2 separate regions of the Mus musculus genome follow, and region 1 is linked to region 2. A link is a contact called in public Hi-C data. All regions are on one chromosome and are shown on one strand. The core of a region is the stretch at or near the end of the contact, and the rest is flanking DNA. Distances in the headings are between cores, read along the strand shown. Region 1 has its middle 43 kb from the start of Megf9. Region 2 holds the start of Megf9 (multiple EGF-like-domains 9).

Evidence for each region. Hi-C and Micro-C count contacts between places; a contact is called where the count stands out from the background.
Region 1: a contact with region 2 is called in a Hi-C map of neutrophils, with 3 times the contacts expected there. The contact joins the enhancer-like site here to the promoter of Megf9 in region 2. A contact is called at or near these places in 3 of 39 promoter capture datasets (3T3-L1-derived adipocytes, the C10 cell line and neutrophils), 1 of 15 datasets of contacts at CTCF or cohesin (the NIH/3T3 cell line), 26 of 484 Hi-C or Micro-C datasets (ECoMG myeloid progenitors, Sertoli cells, bone marrow and 21 more), 7 of 115 datasets of contacts at active chromatin or transcription factors (the SCID.adh cell line, bone marrow-derived macrophages, embryonic stem cells and 2 more) and 2 of 9 other capture datasets (embryonic stem cells and pancreatic islet).

What each region holds. Positions count from the first base shown.
Region 1 is chr4:70,575,023-70,581,392 of GRCm38.p6, forward strand. No RefSeq gene overlaps it. Among named protein-coding and RNA genes, the nearest start is that of Megf9, 43 kb to the left of the region's middle. Within about 2 kb of position 3,094, at least 17 of the 459 cell types and tissues checked have an H3K27ac peak or open chromatin away from gene starts, as enhancers often do. A contact at or near this core is called in neural progenitor cells and neutrophils, where this site is marked.
Region 2 is chr4:70,532,228-70,538,128 of GRCm38.p6, forward strand. It overlaps Megf9 (multiple EGF-like-domains 9), which reads right to left and starts at 2,701. Exons shown (of 6, transcript NM_172694.2): 1 at 2,001-2,701. The coding sequence starts at 2,595.

The DNA of each region.
Region 1 (6,370 bases), core at 1,844-4,343, 43 kb after region 2:
TAGATTGGAACTCATTTTTTTTTTTAACAAATGGACCTACTGCCCCAGTGGCATGCTCCTTCCAGGAGTGGGTAAACTATCCCCCAGTAGTCTCTGAATGCAGAAATTTACAGAAATCTACTTGGAAGGTGGGATTCAGTGGATAGATTGTATATGAGCTCTCCAGTTCCAGCCTTTCTTAATTCCCACACCAAAACTCCTGGCTTATGAGGGATTTGGGGCCCTTCCTTATGGAATGACAAAAAAACACAACCATAGTTATACATTTTGCTTCAGTCTTATAATTAGGGCATTGGAGGACATGGTGACAACCCATCTGTTATTATATTCTGTGTCTTCATTACCTTGAAGTGGTAGGTCCATGTGGTAGGGGTGATAAATACCACAGGTTATAAGACTTTTTATGATGGTTCCATGTTCAAGAGAGATTCTCTTTACCTATACAAAGTTGCCAGGCTGGAACTTATGGGCAGACTCAGACATGGGAAAAAGCACAGCTTCTTGAACTGTCTGATGAATAGTCCTCTTGGCCTGTTGCAGGGTCTGTAAGGTCTTGAAGAGGGAGTAGTAATTTTTACTTTATGAATATCTTGATATGGGATGTACCTGGTCCTCAAGATGGGCAAAATGTGGAAACTTGGCTCAATTGTTTTTTTGTCTCAAGAAAATACTTAGGTTACCTGTTGTCTTAGTTAGGGTTCCCATTGCTGTGAAGAGACACAATGACCAAGGAAACTTTGATAAAGGACATTTAATTGGGACTGGTTTACAGTTTCAGAGGTTTGGTTGATTATTTTAATGGCAAGAAGCATGACAGTGTTCAGGCAGCCATGGTGTTGGAGAAGGAGCTGAGAGTTCTACATCTTGATCTGAAAGTAGCCAGGAGAAGACTACTTCTGCACTGAGTAGAGCTTGAGCTTAGGAATGTTAAAGCCCACCTCCATAGTGACACACTTCCTCCAAGAAGGCCACACTTCCAAATAATTTCACTTCCAGCTGGTGAAGCATTCCAACACATCAATCTATGAGACCAAACCTATTCTAACCACTACACTTGTCCTGATCTTTGTGGCCTCTAGGTACAAAGTAGTTTCCAATAAATATTTATGACCTTTGCCAGATTTAGGGAAACTTTGGCCTTAAAGACCAAGCTGTTGCCCAAATCTAGTCCATCTGGAATATCTGGAATATCTGGGTCTGAGTAACTCATTCATTTTTTGCTGCTCTCAGATATGTGACCTCATAGAGTTTGGCAATCATTCATCTTATGATAATGGCAGTGAGTACAAATGTCTTATCTGGCAAGAACTACTATCCATTGTCTTCTGGTTGGCACCCTCCCTTTTGCCTACTTGTTTTCTTGTGTATAGGTTGGGTTCTTGAGCAATCCAGGTTCAGTCAGGATAATCAGAGGCCTGATTGGTTCTAGTGCTGCCTTCCAGGTGGCCAAGTCTGTTGCCCTTTTCTCTTGGGCCTCTGTGGGTCTCCTTTTGATGCCTTTTGCAGTGAACAGTGGCTACCTCTTTTGGCATATGTATGGTCTCTAGTAGGGCCATATATATATTTGTTTTGTTTTGTTTTTTATTTCTTTTCTGACTGAGGTGAGGAGTCCCTTCTCTATATAAAGAAAGCCCTATGGCCATAGGCAATAGCAAATGCATACCAACTGCCCATGAATTCACTGATAGCTTTTGTCCTTTTACCAGCAAAGTGCTCAGGAAATGCCAGAAGCTCAGCCCTTTGTGTTGAAATCCCTTGACTGAGGGATTGGGCCCCCACCAGCCAGTCTGTGCTGGCTAATCTTGTGTCAGGTTGACACAAGATGAGTTATCTGAAAGGAGGGAACCTCAACTGAGAAATTGCCCCACATAAGATCTGATTGTAAGGCATTTTTCTTAAATGTTTTGTTAAGTTAAATGCCTTAAATTTAAATGCCTTAAATGTTTTGTTTTGTTTTGTTTTGTTTTTTTTAATAAGAAAGCAGGCTGACCAAGCCATATAGAACAAGGCAGCAAGCAACATTCCTCTATGGTTTTCAGGTCTCTAGCCTGCTTGAGTTGTGGTCCTGACTTTTTTGATGATGAACCGCATTATGGAAGTATAAACCACATGAACCCTTTCTTCCCCAGCTTGCTTTTTGGTCATGTAATTTCATCACACCCTAAGACACAGTCCAAGGTAACAACTTTGGCCTCAGCATACCTGAATTCATCTTGAGCAAAAAACGCTCCCCATACAGTATGATTTCAGGTCTCTTGGATTGAGCAGAGGCAGGAGGCTCTTGGCCTGCCAACCCCAGAGTAGATGATGCAGTTTCTGCAGTTGCAGGGGTAGCAACAGTCTGGAATGGGGCCCTCCCTGAAGTGGTGGTTGAAGCTGCTGGCCACAAGTACTTCTGCATTGCCAGCACCTGTGACAAGCTGACCTATAAGTTCTTGCTTCCTTGAGTCAGACTGGCCAGTGAAGCATCTGGAGCACATTTCCTCTCATTGTGTTGTTATGCCAGGGGACCTTGTCTGCATCCAGTTAATCATCACAGAATCCCTGCTGTGTCGCTCATCTGGTCAATGGAATCTGAAGATCCTAATTTGGCTATTGTATTGGGATTGCTCTGTTGGGTCATCATCTGAAAGCAGGCTGGCTGGGGTGATGGTAAAGTTTTGAAAAATTGGATATGTGGCTGGTCTAAGAGAAGTGCCTGATAATGCATTATATGGGCATTGTATCCCCTCACCAAAGTGCGGAATGGTTAGGGTCAGTAAGGTTTGTTTGTTGTTTGTTTTTAAATTAATGTGAATGTAGTGGCAACTGCCCACAAATAAACTGGTCAACTAGCAGAAATAGGCTCAAATCTTCTGTACAAATAAGCCACTGGATTCTTCCAAGGTCTAAGTACCTGAGCAAGGACCCCTCTGCAGTCACTTCCATACATAGGACAGGATGTCCGTCTTTCCTCTGCTGTTTCTAGTGTCTCTGGCTTCCCCAACTGGGATCTCTTTTGTCTTTTGTTTTGTTTTCATTCTACAGAGTCATGGTTATTGTAAACCTTTTAAGCAATCACCAGATGGAACCGATTTATATTCTCAAACCCTTCTAAATTGTTTTCTTTTGCTTTTCTAATATGTGGGGCTGACTGCTTAACGAAAGCAATGTTTTCTAAAACCTATATTTATTCCTTCTAAAAATGGATCTGGCAAAAATTTTCCAAAGCATCCTTACCTTGGTCAGTGTTGGGGTTCCAGTCAGTTCAGGCAGAAGAGAAGATCCATTCTATCTGAGCTGCCCTGTCCGGCAACAATACCTTGGCTCAGCTCAGGGGCAGCTTGTCTACTCTTTGTGGAGAATGATAGGTTCTGAGTTTTCTAATTATATAAATCATTGGTTGAAAAGAAAGGTTGAAAAGAAACCATGAAAGGGGAAGATGAGAAACTTCCTCTTCTCCCCTGGGTTCCAGCCAGAGGAACTACTTTCCCCTTCCCCTGGCACAGCCAGCTGCTTAGAGTCCGAGCTTCCAGACAGTGCTTTGGGCTTAGGAGGGTGTGGCTGAGAGAACAGGTGGGTGGTTTGTGTTTCTCTGGGTGACCTGGCTGAGCCACAGGCAATTAGGGTTTCCGAAAGGAGGGGCATAGGTCTTCAGCCAAGTGGTCTCTCTCACCAAAGAAAGCCACTGATCAATACAGCAAAACTTGTCAATATGGCTGGGGTCTTGCAGTCATTGAAATCTAGATGGCCTGAATTGTCACTGGGCTACCTGACTCCAAAAGAAGACCAATCAATTTTATATGTTTGGCATTTTTTTTATGAAAGAAACAAAGGTCATATCTGTCCTTCAAAACCTTCCCTTGGAGTGCTGTGGTCCCCTCTGGCTGTCACTGCTTGGGAAACAAGTCTGACATGACCATTGCAATAGTAGTAGCAACAGCCATAATCACTGCCAGAAAAGTGGGGGAACACAGCGCAGGTGAGCTGCTTAGCATGACTCTTGAGTCGGCAGAAAATTGTGTGCTGTGCTTGGGGCAGTAGAGTCCAAGTTTCTAGGGCAGCTCACTACCACTTCCAATTTAGTTCAGTTTATCTAACCAACAAAACTGACAGAAACATGAAGAAATACATATTAAGGACAACCAGTAGTGGCCACCATACAGTGGTGGAAAAGGCCAGTGGAATTTGATGACTTTCCACATGGATCCTGGACATTGGATCAGCAGTTGTGTCTGGCTAATTCTTTGTATTAAACAGAAGGCACCACAACCAGACTTACCTCTGATGGTGATAGATGAGGTGACATTCAATTTTTTTCCTTTTGGGGATGGGAGTAATGAATTTTGTCAAGCTATAGGCAGGGATTGATTAAATGGAGGCCCAGGGCCCTGTAACATCTCAGGTTGTACACCCCTTAGGAGTCTCAAGCAACACAGTCTTTCCCTCACATAAGGGCTTCAAGACCACTGGTATCTTGAAGTCTGGTCTGTGGGGATCTTGCTGGAGTCTCCAGAAATGTGAGGTATCCACCAGCGACGATCATTTGTACACAGGTTCAAGTCAATGAAGTCTTGGTCAACTGGCCAGTGACTACTCTGGGTGTTTGGGGACCGGAGTGTTGTCCTAAGCCTTTCTTAGCATGAGCTTTTAAACAGAAAACTCCCTGACCCAGTTTGTAGCTGGCAGACATGAAACCAAGTGCTGTTCCTGACTACCTCAAAATTCACACTAGGGTGCGGGACAGGGTCCTGCTAGGTGCTAATGTTGGGAGGAAAAATATCCCCTATGCCCAGTGTCATCAGGTTAAGAGACTCAAGAACTCCTTCCTCTGAAAGCAAGTCTCTGCCATCTTGTGGCAAGGATCCATATCACAGGCACCGTTGGAGCAGAGATGGGCAAAGAGAACTGTTCTGAGATGGTCACGGGCAAGGCAAGGAGAAGGGTGCTGTCATTTGTGAAGATGTAGTTGCACTTCTGCTGGGGTCTGTGAAATAATATCATGGGATTCTAGTAAAAAAAATTCTAGTTGAAAGAATGAAATGATCCATAAAGCAGGAAAAGGTGCAAGAGGAAGGGATGGTGAGCAATGGAAGATTTCAAGAGCGTTTGTTTTCTGTAATTTAGAATTAGGGATCTGGAGAGATGGATCACCAGTTTATGAGCACTTGTTGCTCATGTGAGCATCTGCGTTCAGTTTTCAGCAACCATATGATAACACACAGCAACCTGTAACCCCAGTTCCAGAGGACCCAAGAAAAAAATTTAAATTAGAATTTAGGATTAGACACAAAAATAAAACAAACCATGCATTATATGTAACACTGTCGACCTGAAGCCACTTCTCCACAGGGAGGTAGAATGTATATCTTATGTATATTCAGTGTATACTTTATTCCAGATCCACTGGGGATATTGCCTTGGAAGGACAGAGTTCTGTGTGCACGTGGTAGTGTTGAGAACAAAGTCACATAGCATTTGCCATACACTTGCACCAAGTGTGCACATACACACCAACAAACACCCTTCCATCCAATCCCTATTCCCCCCCAGAAATAATAACATTAAAATTAAAAAGTAAAAATATATCCAGTCTTTCTGTTAGATATTCTAGGTTATACTTTTGCTTTATTTTCACCTTATAGCTCATATATAATAATTAAAGCTCAACCAGCTTGACCCTTTTCCTTAACATTGAAAATGGATTTTCCTTTCTTTTCTTTGTCACTGTTCAATAAGATTTATTTTAGGTCACTCTACAACATGAACTTTACAACTTCTTTCATATTTGCTTTGATACAAATGTATGTAGAGCTGAGATCTGACTAGGTATATTTGCTTTACAATGATATGGAGTTATAATCGGAATACTAAATGAAGTATTTTTTTAATATGGAAGACAGGATTGATTAAAGAGTAAAATGGAACACTCTCAAGGGGTGACAGTGGACAACGGCCAAAGAGATCATTGTACCAACCTACTTTTCTTTCTTTTTATTGAAATTAGATTCTTTTCTCACGGGATATTTTCTGATTATGGTTTTTACCACCTCTATTCCTCCTAGTTCTTTCCCACTTTTCCTTCCATCCAGATCCACTTCTTCTCAGTCTCTCATTAGAAAATAATAGGCTTCTAAGAGATAATCTTAAAATATAACAAAATAAAACATGACAAATAAAAGACCCCAACACCTCAAAGTTGAACCAGATAAACCAATAAAAAGAAATGAGTCAAAGAGAAGGCACAAGAATCAGAGTCCCTCTCAATTGTCCCCTTAGGTACCCATGAAGACACTAAACTGGAAGCCATAAAATAAATGTGAAAAAATGGGGCAGACCTGTGTAGACCCTGTGCATGCTTTCTCAGTCTCTGTGAGTTCATAAGAGCTTT
Region 2 (5,901 bases), core at 1,451-3,950:
ATTATTCATATTAAACAAGTTTCTACCCCTGAGCCCTAAAGCTTATTTGAAAATACAACTGTGTTGATATATGCCCAGAAAGAAAACTTTTAAGATGGAACAAACTGCTATGAGGAGTAACCTCTAGGTCCACTAGGAACCAGAACTAGAGAGCAGTGGAGGAATGACTGTTGTCATTTTCTTTTAGGTTTCTGATTATCTTTTTTGGCAATAAGGATTATCTTTGTGTTCTTAAAATGTCAAAAGTGAAATGACATTAACTGTATGTTTATCAGATACTATCAAAAGGAAGCAATTGCTAGTTAAATATTATGTGCTTAAAACTCCAGACATTCTAACTCATCCTTTTTCTATTTACTAAAACAAGGTATAGAAGTCACAAATCCCCACTTGGCTTCTCCATATTTTTCGAATCAGAAAACAGAGCTGGTCATAAATAAAACACAACACACAGGTGCTTATCAAGCACAGGAACTATTCTAAGCACTAGTTAGGTATACATTGACTTAGTGAATTTTCTTCTCTCTTCTCCTAACCTCTCTCTACTGTTTTTCTTTCTTTCTTGAGTCTTGCCATTCACTCCAGGTTGTATTAAATGTATTATGTAGCCTAGGCTGGCTTTGAACTCCTGATCCTCTTGTATTTGCTTCCTCAGTACATGTGTAGTATACACACTCAGTCCATTCTACATAATTTGCACAGCAAACCTATAAGGACTATGATAACCTGCATCTGAAGGTTGAAGAAAGTAAGATCACAAGAACCTGTCCATACTTATGTTGACAAAGGGGGGCAATAAGATGGAATTCAAACCTAAAAATGGACTCGAGAGTCTAGACTTAGGTACTAGTCTAACTTTTAGTAATATGTCAATCTCTCTTTATAAAAAGCTAAAAAGCATGAAAGGTTTAAAAACTAGCTAGTTAGTACATTCCTTGAAGCTAAAAGAGATCCAAATGTGGCTTTTGGGGGTGAATAATCTGCATTCCTACTTGTGCCTTTGCCAAGCTCCAACATACGATTCAAGGCTTAACCATCTGGGAAAATCTTCTACCAACTCAATTATAGTCCAAACTTCATACCTGACTCCACAGTAAACCACTGAGCCTAAGAATTAGGTCAACAATCAGATCAAGCTAGACAAGTAAGTGCTCTGGGCAAATCTCCACCCCAATGCAAAGCAAAAGATCTCAGAAAACTTGCTGAATTTCTTAAAGACGTAGGCCTTATTGGTTGAGTTCCTGGCCTATTTAAGATGCAAAAGGGTGAAAGAACAGCAGTTGTATCTTAACTTTGCTTGAACACTTTCACCAGCAGAAGAGCTGCATTTCCTATTGTGAGTTCAAACAGAAATTGGCATGTCAGCATCAGCAGTAATGAACATCCTACTTTAAAAAGGGGCAAAGATGGGCATCCCTGCTCAAATGGCATTTGCTCAATTACTGACCTTGGAACTGAGACAGAATGAAGTGGTGCAAGGAAGGGATTTAACCTAATTTATAAACTTGCTCAACCTAGATACACACCTGTCCCAAATGACCTATAAAATCTACTTATTTGCAGAGAAAACACGGACTACAATGCCGTTTCTGTTTGTAAGCAAACTACATTGTTCATCTGGGGGAATCCCGTAAAGGTTTTTACCTGCGCATTGATAAAGCACCATCCTAGCTTTCAAACTTTCCCCCAAATATCCCAGGTAGGGTGGCCTTCTGGGCGGATCCAATACAAAAGTTTGTGTCCATTCTGGGACTCTGACAAAGGCCAGAAAACCCTGTTTTAGGAAGAGACCCTAAGCCTTCCATATAGCAGCAGCTCCCTCTGGATGGAGCATGGCACCAGGTTGGGGGACAAAAGACTTTCTAGATTTGGAGGGATTGGGGGTTTACTTTAACTGGAGCTCGGATCTTCCCTTGGGAAGCTCTTGGGCAAGAAGCGGCCAGGGTGACGAGGCCGGTGTGTAAATAGGCAGTGCCTGGGGGAAGGTCCAGAGGACTCACCTGGGGGAGGAGAAGTAGGGGCTTCGGTGACAGGTGCGGTGGGCGGGACTCCGCTACTGTTGCTGCTTCTGTCCGGGGACTCGGCAGTTGGGGTCCCTGGAGTGCTGGAAGCCTGAGCGGTGGTGACTACAGAGGTGGTCGGCGGCTGGCCAACTGTGCTCGCAAGGGTGGTGGGCGCGGGTCTGGAGGGTGGTGATTCCGTGGTGGGAGTGTGTCCGTCCTCCGAAGGGGTGGCGGGCGAGAGGTCCAGAGCCGGGAAGGGGGTGGCAGCGGGTTGTGCGCTGGTGCGAAGAGGAGGAATGATCTCCGGGGAGCCGGCTGACGGGGTTGTAGCCCCGGTTTTGCGGACTGTGGTGCGCGGGGGACCGGTCCGCGGGGCCTGCGCGGTGGGAGCCGCGGTCTTAGGGAAGGGGCTGCTGGCTTGGTCCCGAAGCCCCGGGCTGGGCGACGGGACCACCTGCCCCTCGGCCCCGCCGCCACCGGTGACATTCCCTGCCGAGGCTGTGGAAGCGGCTGCGGCGGCCGCGCAGCACAACAGGGCGAGGCCGCCCAGGCTCGGCAGGCTCCTCATGGCGCGCTCGGCTCCGCCATTCATTCATTCATCCAGTCGATCGGTCAGTCATCTTCTCCTCCCTGCCGTCCGACCAAGGAAAGCGTTGCCGCCGCTGCCGCCACCAAGAGCACCATCGCCACCTCCCTCTGACAGGCGGCCGGCCCCGCGGGCGGGCCTCAACGCGGAGGGAGCGACTGGGCGGAGCGCGCACTGCCCGCCCTCCTCGATAGGCAGCGAAGCCTGGCCAATCGGAAGCCGCGTTGGCCCACGTGATCCGCCCGCTCCCCGGCCTCTTTGTAACGGCGCAGACCAATCAGAGGACTCCAAGGGAAGAGGGCGGGACGTCGGGAGGCGCGAGAGGTGTTGGAGCCGGCTGGGTTCGCTGCGGCTCCGGCTTTGTCTACCCACAGAGCGGGGCGCGGGCCTTGGGCATCCAACGCCGCCGAGCAGACAAAGGACGCGGCCCGCGCGGCAGATTCCAGGCCAAATCATCTGTTCCACTGGGCTGCGAGCTGGACCCGGGGCGGGGAGTCCCCTGTGGACAGCGTCTCCACCCTTCTGAACAATGGGGGCGCCGGAACCGCACCCGGACTCGGGCGGGGGCTGGGTTACATCCCCGCGACGGGCGAGGGTGGTGGCAGCTAATATATTAGATGGAGCTCGGCTCTCACTCTGTTGCTCAAGACAGCCGGCCTTGGCCCTGCGGTATCAACACTGTCAACCCCATTTCAGAGATGGGGAAATTAAAGCTCTTGCTGATGGCTTCAGCAAGCCAACTTCTGTGCCCCCACTAAGCACCTGCTGATGGCATGGGCCTGCACTAAGCCAGATGGGACGGCCTGGAGCCCCATCCTGAGCACAAGAGGGTGTGGAGGAGACAAACTGGCATGCACAGTTTATGCTCAGAACCTCGGAAAGAATAGAATATGACCAGGTTGAATTTCAGCTCCTTGTCTCTCTTGCTGAGTGGTTTTGTGGCTCAAGCAGTTTTCTTAACCACGTAAATGGTGAGATGAGAGGGCACACCCCATCCCCCTCACAGAGTTGTGAAAATGAAATCATGTACTTGAAGGGTTTAACCCAATGCTTGGCCCACGGTTGTAAACCGTCATTAATGCTAACCACTTGGGGTTGCACTATGTCAGGACAAGCCTAAGGTTGGAAAGCAGCCCGCATTGCCTCTGAGTCCCCAGAGATTCCTGCCTGTTGCCTGCATTGGGGTTGGGCTGATAACAGAGCTTGACCCTGGATGACATTAAACTCTGGAGGAAGTTGGAAATCAGGCAGGCAAACTTGCACCATCACCCAGGATCCAGCGCTGCGGGACATGGTAGCCTCAGCTGAGCAACTTTTAGGTGCAATCTGGCAGGACAAGTTTGTCATCTGATGGCTTAATTCCATCCCAACAGCCTCACTGTAAACCCAGTCGTGGCCTCTCCTAGGATGCTTGCCTTTGTGCATGATTTCCCATTAGTCATTCTCCTCTAACCAGACAGGCAGGATGAGATTTGTGTGTGAACTCCTGTGTGTTAACAAAAGCATGCATTTATTTGCCTGAGTGAGTAGTGGGTGGGGAGAGGATATGTTGGAGCTTGTGTATGAAAGCATAAACACATTTGTAAGTCTCTCTGTGAAGATTGTATGTGTGAGTCTGCAAATATAAGAACTTGTATTTTCATGTGATATGTTTAAGATATTAATGCATGCACACTGGTGTGTGTTTTGTGTGAATTTTCTGTTTTTCAATGTGAGGTTGTTTCTGGGTGTGTCTTTAGAGGCCTACCTATGTAAGAAATAAGGGACTAAATGAGAGGGCCATGTAACTGTTCTAAAGACAAATATTTAGCAAGAATTGACCATAGTTCTATTTTTACTTGCCTTTAGGAAGGGAGTGGACATGGTGTGTCCCTCCCCTGTATTCTTTTGGTTCCTCAGCCCCAACCAAAATGCCACATCCTCTAGGACTTGGATTTCTGAGTGGGAGTTAATCCCTCCCTAGTTCCCTACCGGCCTTTGTTTATAACCCTGATCTATCAACCCCTGCCTCTTCCTAAAAGGATTAATGATGGCTTTTAGACATAAGTACTACAAATAAAATGAACCACCCACATGACTTAATTACTTCTCCTGGGCACTCAGCAACCTCAGGACTAGAACTTGTGATTAATACCCCTGCCTGTCTATTTCACCCAGCTCTATGTTCCAGTGCCTAGCAGTGAGCAGTAAAACATGCTGATTAATCTGAAAGAGATCCTGTTGTGCTCACAGGGAAGGAAAGCTTGGGTCCTTTAGAGCCACAGACTTGGATCAAGTTTCCTCTCTGAACCTCAGTTTCCTTGTCTTTAAAATGAGGCCATTAATTCTTTAAACAGATCAAACAGAACTGTTTTTTTTTTTTTTTTAAACAGAGCCTTTTGACACACCAATTATACTCTATTGTCACTTAACGTTTCAATTGCTATTGCTAACCCTGAGTTTTGTTAGCTGAAAGACTACAGCAGAAACCTCTGTCCCAAAAACTCCAGATCAGGTGACAAGGCTTGACATTTGCTCTACTGGATATTTCCAAATGGTATCTAAAAACTGCTGGCTTGGCCCTGAGCTGTGCTGTATCAGAGATTCTTCACTGCTAGAGGGGGAAAGCTGATTTGGCTTTTTTTTTTTTTTTTTTTTTTTTTTTTCTGTCAGGAGGATCCCAGAATAAAGGCCTAGAAACCTTGCAGAGTGATTCAGGGCTGCTGTGCCTTGGACAAGGACATTTCATACAGGACTTCTCAGTTGGGACAATTAGCCAAAAATATGTCTAGGAAGTGTTGAATTTTTGTAAGATGATATTTTTGAGACAGTCTCCCTTTGTAGCTTAGACTGGCCTCGGTGTGCCTTCCACACGCGTGGATACTGGAAAGAACCATCAATAATCAAGGCCTGTAAGATAACTTAGATATATTATTATTACTTCAACATTGAGTCTTTTTATTACTTTTAATTTTGTTCACTTTGTTTGTGATTGTATGTGTACATACATGAACACAGACATGCTTGGCTCACATGTAGAAGTCAGAGGCATTTGGGGGAAGACTCTCCTCTCTTTCTACTACTTGGGTTTCATATATTAAACTCAAGTTGCCAGGCATAAAGGTAGTACTTACCTTTATCTTGTAAGCCATCTAACGAGCCCAAAGTTTTAAACTCACTGCTTGGCTTTTATCTCTATACCACAAACTACAAGATGGCTTATTTTGTTGTGTTTTCTGAAACAGTGCTTTACTCTACAATCTGGACTGGCCTAGAACTCCCCATAGAGTCCAGTTTAGCCTAGAGCTCATGACAGTGCCCTAACTTAGCTTC